Regions from separate parts of the Zea mays genome. Here regions 1 and 2 are each linked to region 3. A link is a contact called in public Hi-C data. All regions are on one chromosome and are shown on one strand. The core of a region is the stretch at or near the end of the contact, and the rest is flanking DNA. Distances in the headings are between cores, read along the strand shown. Region 1 holds the start of LOC100279361 (putative leucine-rich repeat receptor-like protein kinase family protein). Region 2 holds the start of LOC100280453 (zinc finger protein 593). Region 3 overlaps LOC103643172 (mediator of RNA polymerase II transcription subunit 15a).

Region 1 (4,070 bases), core at 707-3,206, 150 kb after region 3:
CGCCGGACTCACCCGCAGTCCCTTGACCACCTCCGCGTCCAGCACCTCCTCCAGCGCCGTCTCCTCCAGCACCGCCACCTTCACCACCGACGGCAGGTCCATCGCCCTTGCAGCTCCACCTGCAGAGGCCGACGGCTTCCTCCCCATGAGCAGCTCCAGCAGCAGGATCCCGAACGCGTACACGTCCGTGCGCGCGCTGCACTTCTTCATGGAGTGCAGCTCCGGCGCCTTGTACCCGTCCGCCTTGGCCGCCGCCAGCACCGCCTCCGCCGCCGCCGGCACCAGCAGCCGGTCCACCGCGTACTCTGCCAGGCGCGGCACGAAGAGGTCGTCCACCACCACGATGGACGAGCGCACGTTCCCGTGCGCCTCGCCCTGGCCCGCGTGCAGATACGCCAGCGCGCGCGCCGCGCCCAGCGCGATCTTGTGCCGCCGCCCCCAGGTGAGCGCCGGCCGCCCCGCCGCGGGCTCGCTGCCACCGTGCAGCAGCTCCTGCAGCGTCCGGCTGCGCGGGAAGTAGTCGTACACCAGCAGCTTCTCGCCGCGCCTCCCCTGGTAGAAGGCCCTAAGCGGGACCAGGTTCTCGTGGCGCGCGCGGCCGATGCGCCGCACAACGGGCGCGCACGACGCGGCGTCCTTGCAGCTGCCTTCCCGCAGCAGGCGCAGCTCGATGCTGCTGCCGCCGCTCGCCAGCTTCGCCTTGTACACCGTGCAGTAGCTGGCCTTGTCCACCACCTGGCCGGTCGCGTTGAGCACCTCCTCCAGCGTGAGGTGCTCGCCGCCCTCGAAGACCACGAGCCTGCCCTCTGACGACGCGTCCTGGGCGTCGTCGGCCGACTCCAGCATCTCGTCCTGCTCCGGGATCCTGCCGCTCCGCCTCCACCTCCCCTGCGCCCAGCCGATGGACACGGACGCGAGCACGACGGCGCCGGCCATGATCCCGATGACCATCCCGGCGACGCCGCGGGAGCTGAGGCCCGAGGCTGTCACGCACTGGCGCAGCGGCGGGCCGCACAGCGCTGGTTCGTTGCCTACGAACGAGTCCGCCGTGAAGCGGGAGGCCGCGAAGGACGGGGGCAGCTGGCCGGAGAAGTTGTTGTAGGAGACGTTGAGCGCCTGGAGCTGCTGGGTCGCCGCCATCCCGGCGAGGGCCTCCGGGATGGGGCCCTCCAGGCGGTTGGCGCCCAGGTCGAGGCGCTGGAGGCCACGGAACGCGGTGACGAAGGCGGGGAAGGCGCCGGAGAAGCGGTTGGCGCCGAGGTCGAGGACGCGGAGGCGGTCGCAGGTGGTGTTGGGGCCGGCCGGCTCGGGCACGGCCCCGGTGAGCGCGTTGCCGTGGAGGCGGAGCTCGGTGGCGCGGTCGCAGAGGTTCCAGATGGAGGCGGGCAGGTCCCCCGAGAGGCGGTTGCCGGCGAGGTCGAGCGCGGAGAGCGCGGGCGCGTTGCCGAGCTCGAGCGGGACGGGGCCCGAGAGCGAGTTGGCGGCGAGGTAGACGGAGTCGAGCGCGGAGAAGGCGCCGAGGTCCGGCGGGAGGCGGCCGGCGAGGGCGGACGCGGGGAGGCGGACGGAGAGGAGGAGGAGGGCGGGGTCGGAGGCGAGCGACAGGTTGGCGCGCGTGGCGGCGGCGTCGCAGCGGAGGGGCCGGCCGTCGGGCGTCGCCCAGCGGAGGCCGCGCCAGAGGCAGAGCGGCGTGGAGGCGTTCCAGGTGGCGAGCTGCGCGTTGGCGCGCTCGCCCTGCAGCGCCGGCTTCACCTTGGCGAGGAGCAGCGCGACGTCGGGGTTGGAGGAGGAATGCGAGGCCAGCGGCAGCGCGGCCAGGCAGAGGAGGAAGAGCATGCAAGGATGCATCGAATCGTCTGAAGGACTGTAGCGGCTAGACTGAGGTGTTGGGGCTTGGGAATAGCAAGCAGCTCGCGGAGTGAGGAGTGAGTTTGATCTGAGAGGAAGAGAGGCTGGATCGCCGCTCTCCTTCGGTTTCGTGCGATGCGATGGGTAAAATGTGCTTGGCTGGGCTGGGTCCCCCTCACTCCCTCAGCACTCCGTCCCTCTCCTGTGGCCGCTGTGGCCATGTCGCAGCAAAAGCAACACGACACGAAAATAGGAAGAAGGGACGTACAGAAACGATGCAGGGCAAGAAAAGGCAGATGTGAAATGGAAACTGTGCGTGCAGCCGTACTAGCTTGCAGCATATATTTGAGCACAGCAGCATTTTCCATAATTCCGTTGCACACACATTGTTGCGAATTGCCAGCAATGGACAATGCGAGAGTATAAACTTTGTACCGCTGGGAGATAGGAGCTGGGCGTACGTGTCGTGTGCACAGTAGATTTGAAATCGGACAAAGAGTTAATACGTATACCATGTACATGTACGTACTATACGTATGTCCTGTAGTTAATTCGGCGCTCTGGAGGCAGGACGCGCGCGTGAGTGGCAGTGGCAGTGGCAGGGACAGTGACAGCGAGTGAGCCGGTGACAGTATGACAGTGAGGAAACAACCAAGCAGAAATGAAGGTCCAGCTGAAGCTGCGGTTTGCAGAGGGGAGATCGGGAGGGACAATTCCTTCCCTTCCATCCGTTTCTTGAGCGGCAAGTTCTAATTACACCGTGTACTCGACACGACATCCCGTTTGCAACAAGCCAACAAGGGCCACGGTTTCTCGTTTCTCATCCCTTATTTTATCTTTTAATTTAAACTTTCATCCTATAAATAGTGTCATCAATAATATAAATCTACTATTTTATATGATCTATCATAGACAGCCTAAAGCCTATCGACAACAAAAGCTCCGGCGCTAGTTTGGCAACCTTATTTTTCATTAGATTTCCAATTTTCCAAAAAAATGAACTAATTTTCTTCGAATAAATAAAAAACCTTTAGAAAAATTGAATTCTCAAACTAGTTCTAAATAAAAAAAAAACCCTCTTCGAATGTCCGGACAGAAAATGAAACTTCAGCCACGAAAGGCAAACAAAAATATGATACTACACTCTGAAAACCCCTCCGCAATGGATGTGTGTTGTACTCATCCAAACACTGTAATCAATTTCAAAATCGGAGGCAATATGTCTCACGGAAAGATACCTGCAAAAAATGTATTGGTTATATTTATCAAAAGTAAAAAAAAAATCATCTTGCTGACGCTTAAATTGGACCTAGACCAATTTTAAGAGACTCGTGATTAGCTTTGGTCTAGTCTAATAAATAAAACTTGGTAAAACGATATAATAATAGTGCCACATTAGTTTCCCAACAGAATGAATTCACCTCTACTCATGATATATGGGGGTACATTGCCAAATGAGGTATCAACACACAATCACCAAAACTACATATTGTTGACCATGTCTAATCCGACAACCAAGGAAACTATTGGTAAACGATTGGTTATCATATGCTAGTTTGCAAGGGAACTAGCCATTCTCCGCTACGAAAAGCGTGATTGGTTATCCTTTATTAGTTTGTTTGTGAACCTAACATCTCTTCATCGTTAAAGCATGATAGTTATTAGTTGTGCTCTTTGGTCCGTGACGACCTAGATAATCTAGCTTAGCTGTCGTGTGATGATATTTATGTCCATACACTTTTTGATGACTTCACTAGGGAAGATTGATTGGGCTCTACTTTGTAGTCGAGTCTCTCTACCCTAGTCAAATTCTTAAATGATCTATCTTCTTGTGCTCGCCATTATCGTCGCATCTAGTCCAAAAGGCCAATCACATCCGATTTGGGCCCCTTTATGATCTCGCTTGGTATTTTTGTAACGTGTTGATCTTGCCATTGAAAAATCAACGAAGTGGTGAGGTTTCGGATCGTGGAGTACAAAGGCAGTTTAACGTAACTATAAATACCCCAAGGTGTGACTTGCAAACTCATTATATGAATACAATACTTATTTTAAAAGCCATATGAATCTTATATTGACACTTATAGTCATAATGATAGTATATTTTTGCATCGACTAATTATTATGTTGATAATGATCTTCACCATATACATCATAATGTTGGTATCATGTTCAAGAGCCGATTTTAACTATAAAATCTATGAATTTTAATGCTACTAGCA
Region 2 (4,004 bases), core at 1,068-3,567, 220 kb after region 3:
TTTGCTCTTAATTGAAGATTTTGGTGAGGCAATGGGGTTAAAGGGCCAAGATTGATCCCGTTTTGGTGCTTGATGCCAAAGGGGGAGAAAATAAAGGCCAAAGCAATAAATGGATCAGCTACCACTTGAGAAACTTTGAAAATAGTAGGATAGAGCTTTTGGTTTGTCAAAACTCTTGCATTGTCTCTTTTGTCAAAAGTTGGCCTCTTGTGGGGAGAAGTGTTGATTATGGGAAAAAGGGGGAGTTTTTGGAATCTTGAATCAATTTTCTTTGGAAAACCTCTCTTTATGTCTCTACAAGTGGATTTGACTTAGAGATAGGATTTTGTGGTTGATTTGCAAAAAACAAACCAAGTGGTGGCAAAGGATGATCCATATATGCCAAAATTGAATCAAAATAAACTTGAGTTTTATTTGAAGTAATATTGCACTTGTTCTAGTTGCTTTATGTTGTGTTGGCATAAAACACCAAAAAGGGGGAGATTGAAAGGGAAATGTGCCCTTGGGCCATTTCTAAGTATTTTGGTGATTGAGTGCCAACACAAGTGCTTAAATGTGAATTCATGTTTATGGATGAATAAAGTGAAAATCAAGAGCAAAGGTATGTTTCTAAGTCTTAGTACATTGGTTTTGTGTACTAATATACTTGTCTAAGTATTGGAAACAGGAAGAAAAAGAAAAGAAAAGAGTTGGCTGTGTACAGCCAAGAGGATGTTTCGGTCTGGGGCACCGGACTGTCCGGTGGTGCACCGGACAGTGTCCGGTGGTGCACCGGACAGTGTCCGGTGCGCCAGGCTGCCTCGGCCGAAGTAGCCGCTCTCGGGAATTCGCTGACGGCGTACAGCTATAATTCACCGGACTGTCCGGTGTGCACCGGACTGTCCGGTGAGCCAACGGTCGGCCGGGCCAACTGTCGGCCGCGCGATCTGCGCGTGACACGTGGCCGAGCCAACGGCTAGAAGGGGGCACCGGACTGTCCGGTGTGCACCGGACATGTCCGGTGCGCCAACGGCTCTCTGGCGGGCAACGGTCGGCTGCAACATTTTAGGAAGGGGATCGGGCACCGGACAGTGTCCGGTGTGCACCGGACTGTCCGGTGCGCCCGATGACAGAAGGCAAGATCAGCCTTCCAGAATTGCTCTCAACGGCTCCTAGCTGCCTTGGGGCTATAAAAGGGACCCCTAGGCGCATGGAGGAGACAACCAAGCAACCTTAGAGCATTCTTGATCATCCACACTCAGTCTTTGCGCATCCGTTTGTTATTCTAAGTGATTCGAGCTCCGTTCTTGTGAGAACTTTGAGATAGTCTTTGAGCTCGATTCTTGGCCGTGTGTGTGCGCATTTCGCTGTGGATTTGTGTGTGTTGCTTCCCTCCCTTACTCAGTGCTTCTTTGTGAATCTTAAGTGTAAGGGCGAGAGACTCCAATTTGTGGAGATTCCTCGCGAGTGGGATAAAGATAAGCAAGGCAAAACACCGTGGTATTCAAGTGGGTCTTTGGACCGCTTGAGAGGGGTTGATTGCAACCCTCGTCCGTTGGGACGCCACAACGTGGAGTAGGCAAGTTTTGTACTTGGCCGAACCACGGGATAAATCACTGTGTCTTCTCTGTGTTGAATTCTTTGTGATTGTCGTATTGTGCAAGATCTCCTCTTTAGCCACTTGGCAATTATTGTGCTAACCCTTAACAAGTTTTTGTGGCTATAAGTTTAAGTTTTTACAGGATCACCTATTCACCCCCCCTCTAGGTGCTCTCACATCCCGCGTCCAAATCACGTGGATGCGCTATTTTAGGTATCTGTTTTTATGACAGTTATAGACACGATTCAAGGTTTTCAGCGTAAAAATCATCACGTTTGAGCGTAAAGTAGTATCAAACATAACATTTTAAGGATTATATGTGGATATATGTTATGCCTACATAAAATTTCATGAACTTATGAGGCTATTTACATATTATTAATTTCTTTCTGCATAAAATCATCGAAGAACAATTAAATCCATAAAATATTCTAGTGTCAACTAAAAAAATGCAAATAAGTGACCAAGACTAATAAACATTATATAATAATATAACCTAAAAACTCCCATATAGAAAAATAAAATGATGTATTAGTTATGTTGAAACTTAGATACCTAGAGTGATTTCACGTATAACTAGTGTAACAAGTGGAAGTAAAATAGAAGAAAAGATTTGGACTTCTTTGCTGCTAGGTTTGGGCAGTCACGTTTGGCCCAGTGGCCAGGTTTGGGCAGTCACATTTGGCCCAGTAGGGCTACGTAAACGAATTAAGGCTTTCCTCGCTCGGCCCTCCCATGGTCCTCCTCTGGAAAACCACCTCTTCTCCTAGACTTCTTCCGTTGCATCTTCTCTTCTGTTCTCCACGACGCAGTTCGGCTGCCAGACAAAAACCCTAAACGCCGCCGCCGCCGCCGCTCTTCCTCGAGATGGGAGGCAAGTGCCCGCACCGCAAGGTAAAGAAGCGCCGCCTATCCCACAAGACGGCTCGCCGCGGCAAGTTCCTCCTGAAGGCCGACGATGCCGTCTATGACGAGCTCGTCAAGCTGGCCGACCAGGGCAAGGACGCTGAAGCCAAGGAGCTCCCCGTCGATGAGGACCTCCCAGGCCTGGGACAGTTCTACTGCCTCCACTGCGAGTATGCGCTTCCCCTCTCCTCTCTTTCCCTCCCTTCCATTCCACCGGTATGCTATTTCTTATCCTCTGCCAATACAGGTATATGCCCGTACGTTGCTAGTTGTAAAAAAAAACGTTTTTCTCAATTCAGCATTAGTGGAGCATGTGTTTTAATTCATTCGTGGTACAAAAAACACCTGACTAGCGAATGATAATCCTGTTTATCTTTGCAAAAACTAATTTGAATTTCCATGTGTGCATGAATTAAAACTTACCGTACTGTCACACAATAAGATCTTAAAATACTGGATACTCTTAGTACACAAATGATCCAAAAGAAAGCACAATTCCAGCATTCCAGTCTTTCGCTATTTCATCATCCTCATGTGCCAACAATTATTGTTTGTTTCCCTTCCTGGACACACAGAAAAATGCAATGGGATCCAGCACCGTAATTAGGCCGCAACAAAGGGTGAAATTGTATAGGGAATTTTCAAGCACCCACTCTAGGAGTCTAGGGCCATCAATTTGGTTTACTTCGTCAAAGAACGGATGAAATTGAATAAGTTTCATATCTATGGTGTAAACATCTACTATACCGATATGTAGAAACTGAGAACTATTCCTGCTGCACCGACTGTAAAGCTGGCATAGCTGAATATGTAGAGCTTCTTGTTGATGGGGATGTCTGCAAGAGCTTACCGTTTGGTATTTGCATTGAGAATGGACTGTGATTTCTTTCTTTGACGTGCTTCACAATATCCAATTCTCTAATTGGGTGGTGATGTGTGTGTGTGGGGGGGGGGGACCCCTAATAAATCTGCTAAAACCTCCTTGAAGTCTCTATTTCACCCGCCTTTTTTTCCTCCCTTATTTCTAAACTTTTAGTACTATTTTACCTTCCCTTAGTTATGTACATCTAATAAATACCACAATAGTGGAAGCAATTACTGTCTGTTTCCACAAAAATAGAGCATTGAGGAACCAATTTGTCCATCATTTGTTGCCACTTCTAGGAAGTCGGTTGGCAGGCACATATATCTAAGCTCTTAATATATCATATCAAATAGTAAATATCTCTAATCAACAAAAAGGGAAACCCCAATTATAAAATTTATCCCGTAAATATAATTTATTTTTCTAGCTGTGCTCAGAGAGTAAAAGCAACTCCAAAAGAAGATGTAAACCAACCTTAAAACAGATATTAGGAAGAAAATGATTTTCCTTGCTCCAATAGCTCCCTCATCGCCCCCAAAAAAATTGCATCCCACATCCGCCTCCTCCCCTCCCGCATATTTTCGCGTGATCCCTTTCTCCCCAATCTGTTCGGCGTCTGCGTGCATGCAGGCTCCTGTGTTTTTTATTTTGCCG
Region 3 (4,030 bases), core at 1,284-3,783:
ATATAGGGGTTCGTACACCAAATCCCAACAACCCCACGCACCGGACGAGTCCGTAGTTTTCCCGGCAATTTCGGAAACGCAGCACTGTGAAAGGGGATTCACTGGGAAGGGGATAAGCCTGACTTGCGGGGTCCACAAAGCAGTCACTAGACACGCACGCGGATTGAGCTGAGAAACTGGCGAGCTCGTCCCGCCTGTCCGCGCGGTGTGCCAGCGGCTGTAACTTAGGCCATGGCGTGGAAGTGGTGCTGGGCCAGACCGCATTCGGCCCAGGCCGAGGTAAGCTTTCTTTTTCTTTTTCTTTTCCCTATTTCTATTTTCAATTTCTATGTTTCAGATTCAACTCAAATAGAGTTCAAGTTTTAAGTCAATTTAAATGCACAGTACAAACACTCGGAATGGATGTGAAGTTTCTTTTACATATTTATTTATTACTTACATTAGTAAATGCTTCTAAATATAATATTGATGAAAGGAGTACTTACTCAAATAAATATGAAATCTTTCTATTATTTCTATTTTTTTCGAGTTTGAAAATTATGTGTTAAATTCAAAAAGTCTAGTCTAGATTTGAGTCATCAAAATTTAATACCATACTTATATCTCAATACCCATTTAAATAAATGCTTATAGTGTATCATGAAATGAATAATCATTTAGTTGAACAGAAAACCTTTTTATTACTTCTTTTCTAAGTTAATTCTTAGTTTCAAAATTCAGTCCCCAAGATTCAAACCTCAAGTATAATTTGAGATATCTTACTTTACTGTTTTAATTTCTTTATTTATTTATTTTATTATTTTTGTCTTATACAAATTTTTGGGCTTTACATGAATGTGGTGTCTGCATTATTCAACATACAACGAGGGTCAGAAAAATACAAGAATGGACATGAATGGGTACAAACCTAGTCCTACAAAAGAGAGGTGTATCAACCTCAGCAGGATGAGCGAAGCCTTCCTGGGCATTCTAGTCATGATCATATGGTAGGTCAATTCCTGGAGTATAGGTTACATCGTAGGGACCTCGAATCAAATACCTCGACCAAGTGTTGTCCATAGAAAACCTGATTGTTGGTGAATTGGGTAACACAACAAGACATTTCAAAATAACAGGAAGGCATCATCACTTAAGAAATCTAACAGTTCATTCCCCAAACTTAACAATTCAGGACCAACGTTCTAGACTTGAACATAAAGCGACAATACACATTACTAAATTACATTAACAGTTAGAAACTCCTCGTTAACATGCCATTATTCTACAATTTACTCCTAGTTGATCCCACGTGATTGATCGTTGTCATACTGCATACCCCAATCCTCATAGAACACTTCAAGGCTTTAGGAGTTTCAGGACTTGGGAGCCTTTCAAGTTCTATCTCATGAGCTGCTTAAAACTCTTCCACTATGATGTTGTCGTCGGGGTGCTGTCGTCCATTCTTGTAGACCACTTTGGAGCAAAGGATTGAAACCTTGTCAAGCCAATCCACAAGCTCCAAAAATTTTAGTAGAACAGATTTCAAATGTGTGGCAGGCTTGTGATATCCTGGCCCCTGAGATGGTGATATCCTGGCCCAAGGCTTAATAGAATTAATAGAGTATCCATACCAATAAGGTGCATCTTTTTTCGGAAGCCTATCTCGAAAGAACCTCCAAGTTAAGTGTGCTTGGCTTGGAGCAATTTGGGATGGGTGACCGACCGGGAAGTTTTCTCGGGGGCGCATGAGTGAGGACAAAGTGTGCACAAAAGACCCGGGTTGGCGTGTGGGGACAATATATGATCCTAGAGAGCTGCCATGAGTAAGTACCACCGGTCCGGGATTGGACGGGTGTTACAATTGGTGTGCTTGTAGCACTACCGACGAGTTGCCTAACTTCGCATGCATGGTCCTTCATCTCCCGGACAGCCCATTTGAGGGCATCGTTTGGAGTGTAGGACATCTGGCAGTGATGAAAAAATATGTAACCACAAGGCCAAATAAAAGTGAAAACATATGAAACTTGAAAGTATTGTCCGAACCTAAGGTTCTGATTTATTCCTCCACAACCGACATCACAATCGGTAACATACGAAGTCGAAAGCGGGTGGAGATCTACAAATCCATATCGGATCCATGTGTATCGGCCATATTTGTACAAGGGGGCAAATCGACTTGGGTAAAACCCTACCATAAACCTAAATCAACCCCAATCCACTGCAAACAACCTCAAAAACATGCAAATAAACAGATCTACGACGAGGGGTTTAGATTTTGAACAAACCTTGAAGATTTCAATGTAGAAGTCGTGGAGCCGCCGCTCCCTGTCGAGGTGATCCAGTGCTTCTTCCGCCGACAAAGAGTGGACTTGGGCCTGGACAGGAACGTTCGCTCGTGGCCACTGGTCGCTTCCTCCCCCATTCGCCGTCACGAGCGACACCGGTAGTGATGGTGGAGACGCCAATTTGGGTTCTCTCGCGGGGTAGGGAGAAGTCGAGGCACTTGGCCATTGCACGGATTCAATGTGGGAGGAGAGAGGCAATGCAATAGTACACATTGTTTTGGGCAGGCACCTTTTTGTGCAACCGTGTTTGCGACATGCTGTGACGCGCTACAGTGGCCTGCAGTTGCGAAAACTACACATTCGGGACACGCTACAGTAGCTGCTGAAGTAAGCCTAACTTTGGAGGGGAAGTATATAATAAAATGACTATGTTGTTGTGTTATTCTTTCAGAATTTCGATAGGTATACGATAGGAAAGAGAGATTGGGATTATTAGACATCTGCTCTCACAGTAGCCTAAACGCCACTAGCCCACTAATGTAGTCCATGTACCCTAGATGCAGCTTAGATGCAGCTTCTACGTTTAGTCCATGTCAATGAATTGGTCGATGTAAAAAAAAAAATCACGCAGATGGATACAGCGAAGCAGAGCAAACATAAAAGTTTATATTATAATCAAGGAAACAAGAAAACTATTTAAAAATCAGCAAATAAAAATCAACAAAAAAACAAGGTAACCGCGCAAGTTATGTAAGTAGAGGCAAAGCATACAAGATAGTAAATATTAACCGGGCTGAAGCACCCAAGCTTGCTCCATACACTGTACTGTACACGATCTTATTTATCAAGCTAACAGTGACTCGATACCAAAAGGAAGATAAACTGTTATTTTCTTTTGCTCAACACATAAATGCTTAGTGTAATAAAGAATAATAAATATACTACGGAGTAATAGATACAATAAACTTATGAAGCGCCAACGCAGCTTTCCCAGCAACCATAGCTCGAGCTGAAACTGCCTCCTCCAGTTTGCTGGGCATACTCTGCAATCACTTTCCGGGCGCAAGCATCCCACGTCCTTGCGATTTCTCGCAATGACATGGGCTCAGCTAGACCCCGGAGCAACACACTGAACTTTGACTTGGCCTTCGTAGACAGGTCATCCGAGTTCCTGCTGCAACCACAGAGCACCCCCGTGAGGTTTCTTTGCCGAAGCACCTAACATATATACAGTAATATGCCACTACACGCACCATTGTTCATCAGGAAACTTGTCTAGAAGCACCGGGGAGCATTTTGGGTAGCTACCAGGAACAAGCAACCTCAACGGCAAAATTGGACTCTGCCACCCACACGTTCCAACATAGAACAAAGTGAGACGACAAACATACAGGCATGGACCCCTCAATAAAAAGAAGAAAAAAAGAAACATAGCAAAGGTGTTTTGAGGCTGCCTCACCATCTGCGCTGAAGCAAACATGGATTTCAAGCTGGGGCTAACAGCAACAGCAGTGAATGTGCATTTAATGACTGTCCCTTCGGCCATATCAGATGTAGTGAAGGACTCAGCATCATCCTCAGAGACATGGAGCTCTGTATCTATAAGCTGTTTGTTTATCTCCTGAATCTCCTCTAACAGAACATGGTTTACCTGCGAGGTAGCCAGATAAGAGATGAACAATGTTTGCCCTTTTAGATACAAATATGCAAGTGACGGACGACTATTTGTAGAAAAACCAATGCCCTACATAGCTTATCAGCAAATA

Evidence for each region. A called contact is a pair of places that touch in the nucleus more often than the background predicts.
Region 1: a contact with region 3 is called in a Hi-C map of tassel, with 3 times the contacts expected there. The contact joins the promoter of LOC100279361 here to the enhancer-like site in region 3. A contact is called at or near these places in 2 of 25 Hi-C or Micro-C datasets (ear and tassel) and 1 of 3 datasets of contacts at active chromatin or transcription factors (leaf).
Region 2: a contact with region 3 is called in a Hi-C map of ear, with 5 times the contacts expected there. The contact joins the promoter of LOC100280453 here to the enhancer-like site in region 3. A contact is called at or near these places in 5 of 25 Hi-C or Micro-C datasets (bundle sheath, ear, leaf and 1 more).

The regions. Positions count from the first base shown.
Region 1 is chr1:206,547,295-206,551,364 of Zm-B73-REFERENCE-NAM-5.0, forward strand. LOC100279361 (putative leucine-rich repeat receptor-like protein kinase family protein) reads right to left here and starts at 1,957. Exons shown (of 1, transcript NM_001152378.2): 1 at 1-1,957. The coding sequence starts at 1,848.
Region 2 is chr1:206,613,591-206,617,594 of Zm-B73-REFERENCE-NAM-5.0, forward strand. LOC100280453 (zinc finger protein 593) reads left to right here and starts at 2,318. Exons shown (of 3, transcript NM_001153373.2): 1 at 2,318-2,655. The coding sequence starts at 2,447.
Region 3 is chr1:206,393,943-206,397,972 of Zm-B73-REFERENCE-NAM-5.0, forward strand. It overlaps LOC103643172 (mediator of RNA polymerase II transcription subunit 15a), which reads right to left. Exons shown (of 10, transcript XM_008666330.4): 8 at 3,724-3,915; 9 at 3,518-3,606; 10 at 3,016-3,438. The coding sequence ends at 3,231. It also overlaps the pseudogene LOC103643173. Among protein-coding and RNA genes, the nearest start is that of LOC103643172, 20 kb to the right of the region's middle. Within about 2 kb of position 2,534, at least 10 of the 20 cell types and tissues checked have an H3K27ac peak or open chromatin away from gene starts, as enhancers often do. A contact at or near this core is called in ear and tassel, where this site is marked.